2 separate regions of the Astyanax mexicanus genome follow, and region 2 is linked to region 1. A link is a contact called in public Hi-C data. All regions are on one chromosome and are shown on one strand. Each heading gives the region's core, a stretch centred on a gene start, on an enhancer-like site or on the middle of the called end of the contact. The rest is flanking DNA. Distances are from core to core; before and after follow the strand shown. Region 1 overlaps sema3aa (sema domain, immunoglobulin domain (Ig), short basic domain, secreted, (semaphorin) 3Aa). Region 2 overlaps tspan11 (tetraspanin 11).

What was found. Hi-C and Micro-C count contacts between places; a contact is called where the count stands out from the background.
Region 2: a contact with region 1 is called in a Hi-C map of muscle, with 18 times the contacts expected there. The contact joins two enhancer-like sites. A contact is called at or near these places in 2 of 3 Hi-C or Micro-C datasets (both in muscle).

What each region holds. Positions count from the first base shown.
Region 1 is chr2:8,770,351-8,776,512 of AstMex3_surface, forward strand. sema3aa (sema domain, immunoglobulin domain (Ig), short basic domain, secreted, (semaphorin) 3Aa) reads right to left here. Exons shown (of 17, transcript XM_007252404.4): 17 at 5,275-6,162. Among protein-coding and RNA genes, the nearest start is that of pcloa, 18 kb to the left of the region's middle. Within about 2 kb of position 3,486, the one cell type or tissue checked has an H3K27ac peak away from gene starts, as active enhancers do.
Region 2 is chr2:8,984,485-8,990,876 of AstMex3_surface, forward strand. It overlaps tspan11 (tetraspanin 11), which reads right to left. Exons shown (of 9, transcript XM_022671208.2): 9 at 5,574-6,392. Among protein-coding and RNA genes, the nearest start is that of tspan11, 36 kb to the right of the region's middle. Within about 2 kb of position 4,082, the one cell type or tissue checked has an H3K27ac peak away from gene starts, as active enhancers do.

The DNA.
Region 1 (6,162 bases), core at 2,236-4,735:
CTTATTTAAAAAAATGCAGAAAAAAAGCTATAAAAAGACATATTACTTAACAACCTCAAGCAATTTAACCTCTTCATGCAGAATTGATTAAATTTAACAATGAATTTTCCAGAATGTTTTTATTTTACTTTCAGGATGATACAACTCTCAACTCCAAATTTAGATTTATTTTAAATATAAATTTAACCATGTACAAGTTTGTGTCCCCTTAGGTGGTAAGCTCAGCAATACCTAAAATAAAAATAATTTAAACGTTGGCTTTTTTTTTTTAGAGCGGATGCTAAACATTGTTAGGTGATGTTGTACACCCCCAAGCGGACAAAGTAGAAGCAACATGTCTTCTCAGGCCTCGTGGACATCACTGCATCACTAAACGAGAGCTAAATAGACAATAACAGAGCTCAGAACAGCTTCTAAACGTAGCCGGTGGACACTAGGGCCTGGGAGGGTCGAGAGTAAAAATGGTGATGGTCTGGAAAAGGAGATTGCAGGCAGAGCTGCCAGGTGCGTTTTTTGAGCTACTTTAAAAACCTTACCGCGGCCGCAAAAAGTAATAATAAAATAGAAAAAAAAAAAGTCACTATTTCATTTTTATTTCATTTTTGACATTTATCATGCAGTTCATCACGAAAAGTCAAGGCCAAAGTGAAGCTTTTATTCTTCTTTTCACACTCAGCTTTTTCATTTTAGATTAGACTGTAAAATACCTGTATGGTAATGAAAATGAAATGACAAAAAGTGTTAAAGTGTAGAGATTTCTTTTTTTTTTTTGCTAATTGTTACTATTAAATGTTTCTGACTAATGTTACAATATTATTGATGACTTTAAGGTAAATAGCAATACTGGTTATACATCCCTTGTAAACAAATACCAAGTCATACAAAATTTTGACATTTTTTTCGACTGTGTGACAGGCATATATATTGGGCTAGTTTAAGCTCCTGAAGGGCGCAGGTTTTAGACTGACTTTGGGCTGGATATTGTTTTGGACCTGGCAACCCTGGCTGTAACATTTAGTCCCGAATATTAGGGCTACATGACCTTTCATGTCATCTCACAATCAAAACAGAGGGAAATTAGAAATTACTGGCAAAATACCATTGGCACAATCAACCAAAGAAACTTTTTTTTTTTAAACTTAAAATGTAGTATTTAGCATTATTATAGCATTATATTATCACATTTTACTGTGTAGTTCCAATGTTTATAGCCGTTTGTCTAAGCAGCTAGCTATCTAGCTAATTTTCCTGTTCCACCTTAAATGGTGCAACAGATGGCGGCAGAGGCTGCAGCATTTAAGGTGGAATGGTAAAATAAAAACTCATTTAATCTCCTCTTTACAGAGAAATAATGAAGACATATGATAAAGCCCTAAAGTTAAGTAGTTAACCAACCAGCAGTTAGGTTGCTAAACTTTAGTGCTCCACTGCTTTAGCTAAATCTATATTGGGTTCTTGAGATTTGTCCCAATTCACCTTCTAAATTTGGACCAATGAAAGGGTTACAAATTAGAAATGGGATTGGGCCTTAGAGTGTAATAGACAAATACTGAAAACGACAAAAAAGAGCAAGAGAAAGAAAGAGTGGTTAAGACAGTGGGTGATGGGGGTGGGTGGAGTTGAGTGGGGAGACTCATTTATCTTCAGGCTGACCTGAATCTCCTTTTTTTTTTTACCCTGAATCCTTAGAGCTGCTGTGTGTGACTCAGAGAGACTGAGGAGCTCTTTGAGTCGTGAGTAGACAAATCCACGCATACACACACAGACAAGGCCACAAGTTTACACATGGCCGGGCCTCTGAGTGACACTGTGCATTGTGTAAGTAATATTGGGGAGGATTTAGGGCTGTTTAATTTCCCTCCCATCAGGATGAGTGTCTCTCAAACCTACACACATATACACACACACACACACATCCTCTCTCTCTCCTTCTCTCTTCTCCCTCTCTATCAGTCTCACACACTGTAGACACACACAAGTCCTGAGAATACTTCTATGCTTATACTTAAGCTTAGCTCTTGACTAGTATAGAGTTATAAACATAGCACAAAAAGTAAGGACATTTTAGTTTGGTAGATTTTTTTCCCCTTGCTGTAACAGCTTATTGGAAATACAACTTATACCAATGGAAAACCTGTTAATTTCCCTTTTAAATAGGGCCACAGTGTTTAAGCAACATGCATCTGTGAGTTGAGAAGCAGAGCTACCCAGTATGTGGGTTGTGCACATGAAAAAATGTGCCATTTCTCCTCTTGTATTGACACAGTTTCAGGCTTTTAAAACTCCTAGATTCTGCCAATCAAGTGTCTGATTGGCAGCACCTGTGCGCGTGGGGCCTGCTACAGTTGTCAGTAAGTGTTTTCATGGTTTCACGTTCCTAACAAATGTGGCTCAGTTTTCCAGCGATATAAGATTTATTGGCAAGAACGTTGTCACAAAAAAATATTCAACCAAACACAAATTTCCTTACTTTTTGTGCTGTTTATATGTTTGTTATATGTAGGCCTGTAGCATTTAAGAAATTTAAAGCCTCAATCTCTGATCAGATCTTGTTGCAGTGTTCTGAGTGCTGTCACTGGTTATTAAAGGGTACAGTCTACCATCTAGTGTTTAAACAGAGGAACTGCAAAATTACATTCATTGTCCCCATTACTAATACAAACTCTTAAATTAGTAGGTTAGAGATTTAATGAGAAGTAATTAGAGTAATGGCAGTTTTAATATACGTTTGTAAAAAAGAACTGTCGACCACATTAATCATAAATCAGCCATAGTTTCACACTTAAACAAGTCAAGCTAGTTGAAATAGTTGACAAGTTCAGCACTTGACCAGTATAGGTTTTTGCTTTAGTTTGATGCTTTAGCTAATCAGCTTGAGGCTAAACAGCCAGCATAACAAATCCAACATGCTGGTCACAAACTAGCTATGGTATGTTTTTAGTGGACAGCTTTTTAACCACCTTTGACATCAAAGATCATTCCCAAATAAATAATACATTTTCTATAGTCATGTTAATCCATTAAATTTCACATTTTCTTTTCCATAAGGCTAAGCTAATAACAATGGATAGTTAAATGTGTATATATATATATATAATAAAAATATTTGTCACAACAGTGTTCTGTGATTTAATCATGTTTTAAATGCTGGTACTTCCCTGTATTTTCAGAGGGGGAATGGTGTATTCTGGCAGACAAGATCCTTTTTCACTTTATAATGTTATCTCTGAGCAGTTTGGTGTTTTTTTAATGAGAACATTGTAATGTGCTAAGTTTAACCGAGAGCTTTAATAAGGGAAATAAATGCTACAATCTATAGTTTAGCTCAATATTCCACCTTTAACCACTTAGAAAGAGAAAAAAGGACATCGTGTGTGTGTGTGTAAGTGAGAGCTTGAACATGAATAAAAAGTAAGGTGTCACCAGGCGGGCGGCACGGTGGTACTTCCGCCTCATGGGTTTAATCCCCGGCTGGGAATGTGGAGTGAGTTTCCCCGTGTCTGCGTGGGTTTCCTGCGGATTGATTGAAATTGCCCCCTAGGTGTGAGTGTGTGAGTGATTGTGTCTGTGTGTTTTTCTGTGTCTGTCTACCCTGCGATGGACTGGCGTCCTGTCTAGGGTGTACCCCTGTCTGCCTTCCGCCCGATGCCGGCTGGGATAGGATAAAGCGGTAGTGAGTGAGTGTGAGCGTCACCAGGCTGTGTAAACATTGTAATTAATTAATGTTTAAAAAGTTCCAGTCACATGACTTAAAATTTGATCCACTATTTTATTGTACTACTTTTATGTACATCTAAGCTGATTCATATGTATAGTTTGAAAATAAAATAACTTAAAAAAAAAAAACTCTTGCCCCCATAAACCCAGATTTCTACCTAAGAAAAAAAGCTCAAATGTGCCACATGATGGCGCCAAAAGACCATGAAAAAAAAGAATGATCTCATGCTCCCTGAATCACTCTTACAATTCCAGACCCATGAATCCTGACATTGTCATCTTGGAATATACCCGCTTTTTGTTTGGCTGCTCGACCAGTCATTCCAAATCAAGCTGTGGTTATAGCCAAGCTAGCGTTAGCAATGAGTTCTATTTTTGTTTTAGAGGTTTTTGTCTGCGATCTACTGGAAATCTGAGCTAAAATTGTGTATTGTGTGTATTGTAGCCTTTAGCAATAACTATTGACATTGTTTACAGCTAATTTTATAAGTTATCAGACACACAGAGCTGCATATGGATGAGTGTCAGGGCCTTTCCACAGGTAGGCCTCACTCACTGTGCTTCATAAACTGCACAAGAAACCAAAGCACTTGCAAATATAAAAGGACAACCCTAGAGTGGTAGAGGAAATATTTATTTAGACAACCGAATGCATGCCAGAAACACCCATTGACAGTTATATGAGCTCCCAACTCCCTCCTTTCCTCCTGTCTCCAGCCCAACATGGAACAGGCCTGCAGCAGGAGGTGGTGGGAGTGCCATCTGATGGACACAGCTTTGTATTGCATTGAAACATCATACATTTGAGGAGGGTGGGGTGGGGGATATTTGTACAAAAGATTACAGTTTTATAATACGCAAAAAAGGGGGGCGGACATATTTATCTTGGTATAAGTAAAACAAAATAAAAAATATTCACATCTCTTTTGCTCAGGGCAAGGGAGTGACCTCACACAAAACACAGACAATAAAGAAGATGCACTAAGAATGCACATGCAGTATGTACTCGGTGGCTCCTCGGTGTGACTTCTTTTTTCACCGAACACACTTTCTTACAGGAGATTCAGACACAGTTTATGATGGGGGCATTCATCTTTACAGGTTAGACATACTCGAGTTTTATCCAATATTCATACTGTATTTGTTCCATTTGATGAATGTGTGATACAGAGACAAGGCAATGATCTATAGACAGATTCGTTTGGGGGCATTACAGAGAGAAAAATACTAAAGGAAACAGACTAAATTGTAAACTTTGTAATTTTCAGAGAGGGCACCCAGCTGGCCACCAACCTACACCAATATTGCAACAGTCAAAGATGCAGAATTGTGATGACAGCTGACGTTGATATTTGCCAAGCCACCATCGAACATTGATGTGTTATATATATTAAGAGGTATAGCGACCAAAACCCCAAACCAAACATCTGCAATTTTTTATCATTATTAGATGCTGATATTTTGTTGGTTTCAGATCATGGTGTTAAGTAACCCAAATTTACTACTGGTTTTTGATTGTTCTGTGACTTGTGAATTTTTCAACATCTGTTCAACGTTGTTTTTTTTTTTTTTACATTAACCTGTTTTTTATTTTCAGCTAAATTCCCAAATTCTCCAAATGTCAAAATATCATCTGGTGCCAGCTGGGCAAAAATGGGGGAGACATTTCAGGATTCAACTTATAGTGTGTAGTTTGAGCTGCAACGCTCAACTCTATGTAAAATGTTAAAAACTAAAAATAAAAGGAAAAAAAAAAATATTGGTCCATCTATGTGCATCACCACATTCAGTCACTTTTGTTTTACATATGACCTCAAAACACCATAATATCATAATATCAAAAATAACTGTAACCCTTTAAAGAAAATCAGCAATAAATAGTCAAGTGGTGTCTGGCTGTATATATTTACACTCTATATTTCAGCCTAACCTACAACATAGACTGTAAGAGCACATTTGTATGAGGCAAAAAAGAGCATAAAAATAAGTTAAAATAAAAACAGTCAAGGTATGGCAATATCTGAACACAGCACCTTTTCATTGTTTCAGAAGATGCAGCAGTTGGCACGAGACATGTTCATTTTTATTCCATCGTTATTTGCAATAAAATCAGAATTGATTTGTCAGATCTGTTATAAAGAACCCCTGTGATTTTTAAACCTCGATAGAATCTCATTTAGAATAGTTTAGCTATGTGACTGACTGGAGAAAGCTTATGTAGCCTATTCAATTAAACGACATGCACAACATATTTGATCTATGTCCTCTGGAGAGCATTCTCCTCCTGTTTCAGTGTCTTAGTCCATTTGGGTCACTTGTTAATAATGAATATACAGCAATTCATTAGGCTAATGTTTTTTTTTAAGATGAATCCATGGTGTTCATGGTTTTGCAGTTATTTTCCATACAGTGACCACTATAATACTCCTATAATACAGTTCATAT
Region 2 (6,392 bases), core at 2,832-5,331, 210 kb after region 1:
ATAATCTATAATATTATGATTAATCAGAAGTTCCAGAGAAATGAAAAAAAAAAATAATAAAGGAGCATAGAAATGTTGTTGACTTTGGATGAAGAAAATATGATGAGGAAATTGCCATTAGTTAATGTATGGGAAATAATAAACAGATGATGCTGTGTTATTAATACAGTGGGTAGTTCATTAATCAGGGGCACTTTTTACCTTCTTAACTTTGACAGATGAACCCTTGTGTGGTGTTCAGGTCCCCCCCCCCCACACACACACACATTTATATTACATACATTATGTTTGGCCAAGGGCTAACAAACATTGCTTCATTTGTAAATTTGAAACTAAACAAATGTTCTACTCATATCTTGAGTTTAATTCATTTTCTTTTACATTTTATTAAAAAACTAATAAAAAAAAGAGTAGCACTTTTTGAAAGAAATGTAACATAAGAAAGGTAAAGGGCAAATATTAACCATGTAAGCTGTTTATATTGCTTGCGATTTAGGTGAAGCAAGCATGTGTAAAGCATTTTAATGTAAAATTGCTTAATTTTGCTGAATTAAATACAAGTAACAAAGTAAACAAGCAACAAAAATATGAACACCACACAAGGGTTAAATGAGCAATAATTACATAAAGACAAAGTTTACAGGCTTTAATATGAAGACTTAATGATAGTAATGACTGAGTTTATGTTATGTTTATGTTAAGTTTATTTTCCAACTGGCACAGTGCAGAAACCCAGTCAGTGCAAGGGTTCACTTTTTCTGTATTTTTTAGAGCTTATCGTTCTACATACAAGTTTCTTATTGTTATGAGACACATAGAGCTACAGTATTTACTTTAAAAAAATATTCGTAAAATTACTAAAAACTAGCAGATGATGCTCTTTAAATACATATAAATAAAGTAAATACAGCTATGGAGAAACAATTTAGAGACCACTTAAAAATTGTGAGTTTCTTGGATTTTACCAAATTGAAAACCTCTGGAATATAATCAAGAGGAAGATGGATGATCACAAGCCATCAAACCAAACTGAACTGAAGTAGCAAAAAGTTATCCAAAAGCAGTGTGGAAAACTGGTGGAGGAGAACATGCCAAGATGCATGAAAACTGTGATTAATAACCAGGGTTATTCCACCAAATATTGATTTCTGAACTCTTAAAACTTTATAATTATGAATTTGTTTTCTTTGCATCATTGAGGTCTGAAAGCTCTACATTGTAGCCATTTCTCATTTTCTGCAAATATCCTCTAGGTGACAATATTTTTATTTGCAATTTATGTTTACGTGTGCTTGTGATTAGAGTAGATCTGTAATTTTTTTTTTAACATTATATATTATTTATATTACATAAATATAATTTATTACATAAATATTATGTACCTGGGGCACCAAGTGGTCCAGCGGGCTAAGCGCTGCAGCTATGATCGTGAGACTGCTGGTTCGAATCCTGGTCATGCAGCTTGTCATCAGCTGCCGGAGCCCTGAGAGAGCACGAGGCACTTAGCCTTGCTCTCTCTCTGAGTGGGTAGATGGCACTCTTTCCTCTCTTTACTCCAAAGGGTGATGTTGATCAACAAAAGGCGTCTGTGAGCTGATGTATTGGAACCATTGTAGTCGCTGCACTTTCCTCCAAGCAGTAGTGGCTGACTTCACATGTGTTGAAGGAAGCATGTGTTAGTGATAGGGAATATACTGCTGAATAACTAAGATAATTGGCCTAGTTAAATTGGAGAAAGTTAGAAAAAATGGGGAAAACATATATATATATATATATATATTACTTTTATTTATCTATTTAACAGTCCTTCTTTGACACTTTTTTACTTGCTTTCTGTTCCATACTCCATTTACTCTTCTTCTTTAACGTTATCTCAAGACATATAACAGTAGTTCTGAATGGCACTTTATCATCACACAGAATTGAGTTACAGTGATTTACTGCCCACAGCCAGGGGGCATTATGTGTTTCTCGATGGGCATTGAAAGCTTACACTCATGTTGTTGGCAGTAGGATACTTTTCATTGGAGATTTTTTTACAAGCTGTATATACATCTGTTCTCCTGTATTAGCAAAGGGTTCACTGATTCAGTGACTGGATAAAGTAATTAGAAATAGTGTGTGGACACTGTGCCATGATCTGTATCTCCACAAAACACGAGTCCACAGGGCCTGAAGGAGAACTGGGACTGAGAGAACAAAGCAGTACATTACAGTAGAGTTTCATCAGGAGAAAAAAATAGCCTCTCCTAGCCAAGCACTAACTAGACAAATGAACCCATGAGTAAACCAATAAATCATTAAAAGTCACGAGAGTAGCTGAAGCAAACACTGTAGTGCTGCACTAACATAAGATATCCCTGGATCAGTGGGTTTCCTTAAGAGAAAATCAACACCTAACTGCTAAAACCCAAAATAAACACACTCTCCAGAATTATCTGAGATTCAGCACTATGGGTTCTTCAGTTTAAGCTGTTTTATCAAGACTTCAATACTCTAGTCCAGACAATTAGTGTCAAACAGTGTCTGGAAAGTCTTAGTGCTTTTCTTTATTCAAAGTTTATTACTTTATTTACTTTATTTAAAATATTTATTACTATCAAAAACTAAATGTGAAAAAAATATTATTTACATCATTTAAACACAGCAGCTGTTCTTTACAGTGTGTCAAAATATTAAGATTATTAATAGACCAATAGAATAACACTTCAGAGACTTAAAATAAAAATAAATTTTCTTCACATCTGATGAAAGTTACATTGTAATGTTTTTGAGTGTTCCTTTAAAGTAATGAAACACACCAGTCTTGCTTTAATTTTTTATTATCATTTCGTAACCTTTAAAAAAAACACTTTTATTGTGGTAATTTTTGCCTCTGCAGCTCCCTCTAGGGATCAACTGTGCTATCGTTTTTATTTTGTGTGCTTTGGTACATACACACAATATCACAATATGCAGATCAATCAGTCAACCAATAATGCCGCCCTCTTCCTGCTGACGTCCAACCATCTGCTTCTCACTGCTATCAGAGAGACACTGGTGCTGATGATGCAGCTCAGCCAATCGGGTCTCCCTCCTGCCCTGCTTCTAAACCCATACATCACCCAGTTTCCCCGCAAACTATCCCCCCATTTTTTCTTTTTTGCCTTTTTCAAATTTGAGCTGAAGGTGGAGTCAGCTAAAATCATGGGGTTTTAGTGGCAGTTTAAATGTAGAGGTTGAAATCTACTGTGCTGCTGCGCATTGGCTATACAGTGAGCTTCTAATATGTTTAAGATGAGATGTTTCTGTTTGATCTAATCAAATCTCTACAGCAATTTAGTAATTTCAACATTTAGTAAAAAGCCTGAAAGTAAATGTGTCACAACATCTTGATCAAAGGCTACAGTGATTTATGCTCAAGCTGATTCTTTTCCACAGATTAGTGGCGGATAAGAAAGGAAGTAAACAAGCTGTAACGAAATCCAGAGCAGTTTCCTCACAAGAGTAATGGCTGTCTTAATCAACTTTGACTAAATCTGCTTGTTACCATCATTTAATACAATTACAGCACCTAATCCAGTGGTACTGCGCAATACTCTAAACTTGGGGTCAGTTCAGAACACAGAACAGGACTTAATGTTTGGAAGATGTCCTGAAAAGACAATAAAGTTCTGTTCTGGAAAGCTAACATCTGGTGTATTGGAGCTCTCAGTGGGCCAGCATGGTTCTGACATGTATCCACACGCTGAGAGTAACACATCAGCAAAAGCCTTTTCCGTTAATAAACTTCTACGCAAAAGTAATGGTCATTTTAATACACTGTGACAAACTGTGCAGTTTTGCTCAAGTTAATCCAATTAAACAAACTAATCCAGTGCTTTTGCACAATGCAGTGTATTTCAGCTCAGTTGAGCGTGCATTCAGTGTTTAGTCCACATCTTGCGAAGGCCTGGGTGGAAAGGCAACATCTGGCGCACTTGATCTCTCGGTGGGCCTGCGTGGTTCTGACACATGTCCACATGCTGACAGTAACACAGGGGCAGATTTATGCAGCCGTGATGACGGGTCGAGGCTCTGGGCCTTCTGACATGCGAAGCTTTTGCTACCTCAAAGCCAATCTCCTCCACGCTTTGATCCCCATCCTAAATCTGTCAGGCACATTTACTGCAGAGGATAATGCAGCCTGAAAGAGTCAGGGTCAGGGGTCCCGGGGTCCACGCCAGAGGAGCCTGTTCACTTATGCTTTCTGCTTCTAAGTGCTGCGGTTTGATCTATAGCTTATATGACAGTATATTAATGTATTCTTAAGAGAAAAAAAAGAACACATACTGCTGATTAAAAAAATATTTTATTTCCATGCTGCAAAAGAGGTAGAATAAATTTGAGACCATTGGTACATTAATGCATTTTAACTCATGAGATCAACCAGTGATGTCTGGCTTTTATCTCCCAGTGTTATAAATCAAGAACAACTGAGGCAGATCTGGTTTCTATCACCCAAATCATAGAAACATTTGTAATATTTTATATTTGCTAGTTTCACTAGAACTTTAAGTCTTGCAAAATAGCTTATGTAACCCAAACACAAAAGTGTAGGTGATAAACACTAATAATAAAAAAAAAACATATTTACATTCTGAAATCTTTTAAGCGTTTTAAAAAAATTCTGCAGGACACTTCTGCTGTCTGTCCACTCTTTTTCCACTTCATAATTTCATATTAATAACAGGAATAAACCAAAAAATTACATGCTAAAAAAAATAGACAAATAAAGTTTGGAGGATACTAAGTGTTTGATTTGTATACAGAAAATATTGATTTAAAAAATTTGTTCAGGGAAATGTATTTTTATTCATTATATTTTGACAGTTTTACTTTAAATTTTTAAATTATTTTCTATTATTACAATTAGGATTTTCAGCAACATTTCTTATTTCTTAAAAATAATATTTTTTTAATTGGTGATGCAAACTTACACCAATATTTTATGGAAAAAAAATAAATAAAGAAGATTGTATGCAGTTTGTTGTGTACCCAGATCCTCTCGTACAGCAGTCAGTTTCTCATCTGCTTTCACTCATGAGCAGCACTCTGCAACATCTCCACACCCCAACAGGTCTTTTTATGCAGGCCATGTTAATGCAATACCCTGCTCTGTAAATGTGCTTCAGCACGAGAGGCAGTTCACTGCATACACCCACACACGTGTATGAATCACACTCCAATCCCCTTAACACACACACACACACACACACACACACATACACGAATCACACTGCTCTTATACAGCCTCATTTTACACTTCTACCTTGTAGAATGTGTGGCACCTTTATGTTCAGTTCCCTGGTCAGCTGAAAAAAACACTTACACTTCTGTTAAATAGGCCTGCCTTTGCATACCAGCTCAATTTTAATCAAATACCTAAAAGAAATGTTAATTATACTCAGTTTGATGGTTAATATGATGAAATTTGGCCTTCCATTAAGCAGTACATAGAATCTGCAGATTAATGTGTGTTTGTCTCCACCTGTTGGTCAAGATCTATCAATGCACCTTTAAACAGCACAAAAAGAACAATGGGAAGAGTCATATAGCTTTAGATAGTCCATATATTTTTGCAAAACATACATTTCACTTTCAGTATAAAAAGTAAGGTCTCACATACATGTATTACATCCACTTACAGTACATGCCATTGCTGTATCTGCATATACAAAGCCTAAAATCCTCTCCACTGAAGCACACACATTAGTCTTAAGGCATTTAGGCAACAAACAGATGGGTCAGTATCAGTATAACATGCCTTTTGTGTCTGTTGCAATAGTTAAAAGTACTTTTTCATACATATTTAATAAAAAAAAAAACAAGAAAGAAAACATGGTGACATGTTTGTCACATTTGTGACCCCACTGGCCACATACTGATGTATGTGTAAAAGATGTGTAAAGATCTTTACAGCACATTCTCAGTCATTTTAACTCATTTATAAGTGACACATACTAAACATCCTTGACCCCATTTCTAGAATTTATTAGTGCTGGAAATAAAACTAGCACCTTTAAAAGTGTAGTTTTTGGTTCTACAGCTCTGTTTTAACTATTTAACCATTCAGATGCTTTAAAATTAAAGGTTTTAATGTTCAACTGAACTAGTTCCAACCTGACTTCTAGAACAAAATGTTAAAATATAAGTTATATAATTGTTTTGTTATTTTTGTTACATCAAGTGGTTAAATGGCAACTTGTATAGAAAGAGTTTTGAAGATATTTTTAATAAATTAGATCATTATTTATTATTTAAATAACTATTTTACAGCCTAACCTTTTACAACAGTGATATCACAAACTTTATACTGGTTTACTTCTAAGGGACTGAAGACACTTGCTGCTAAATGTTCAGCAATTAATAAT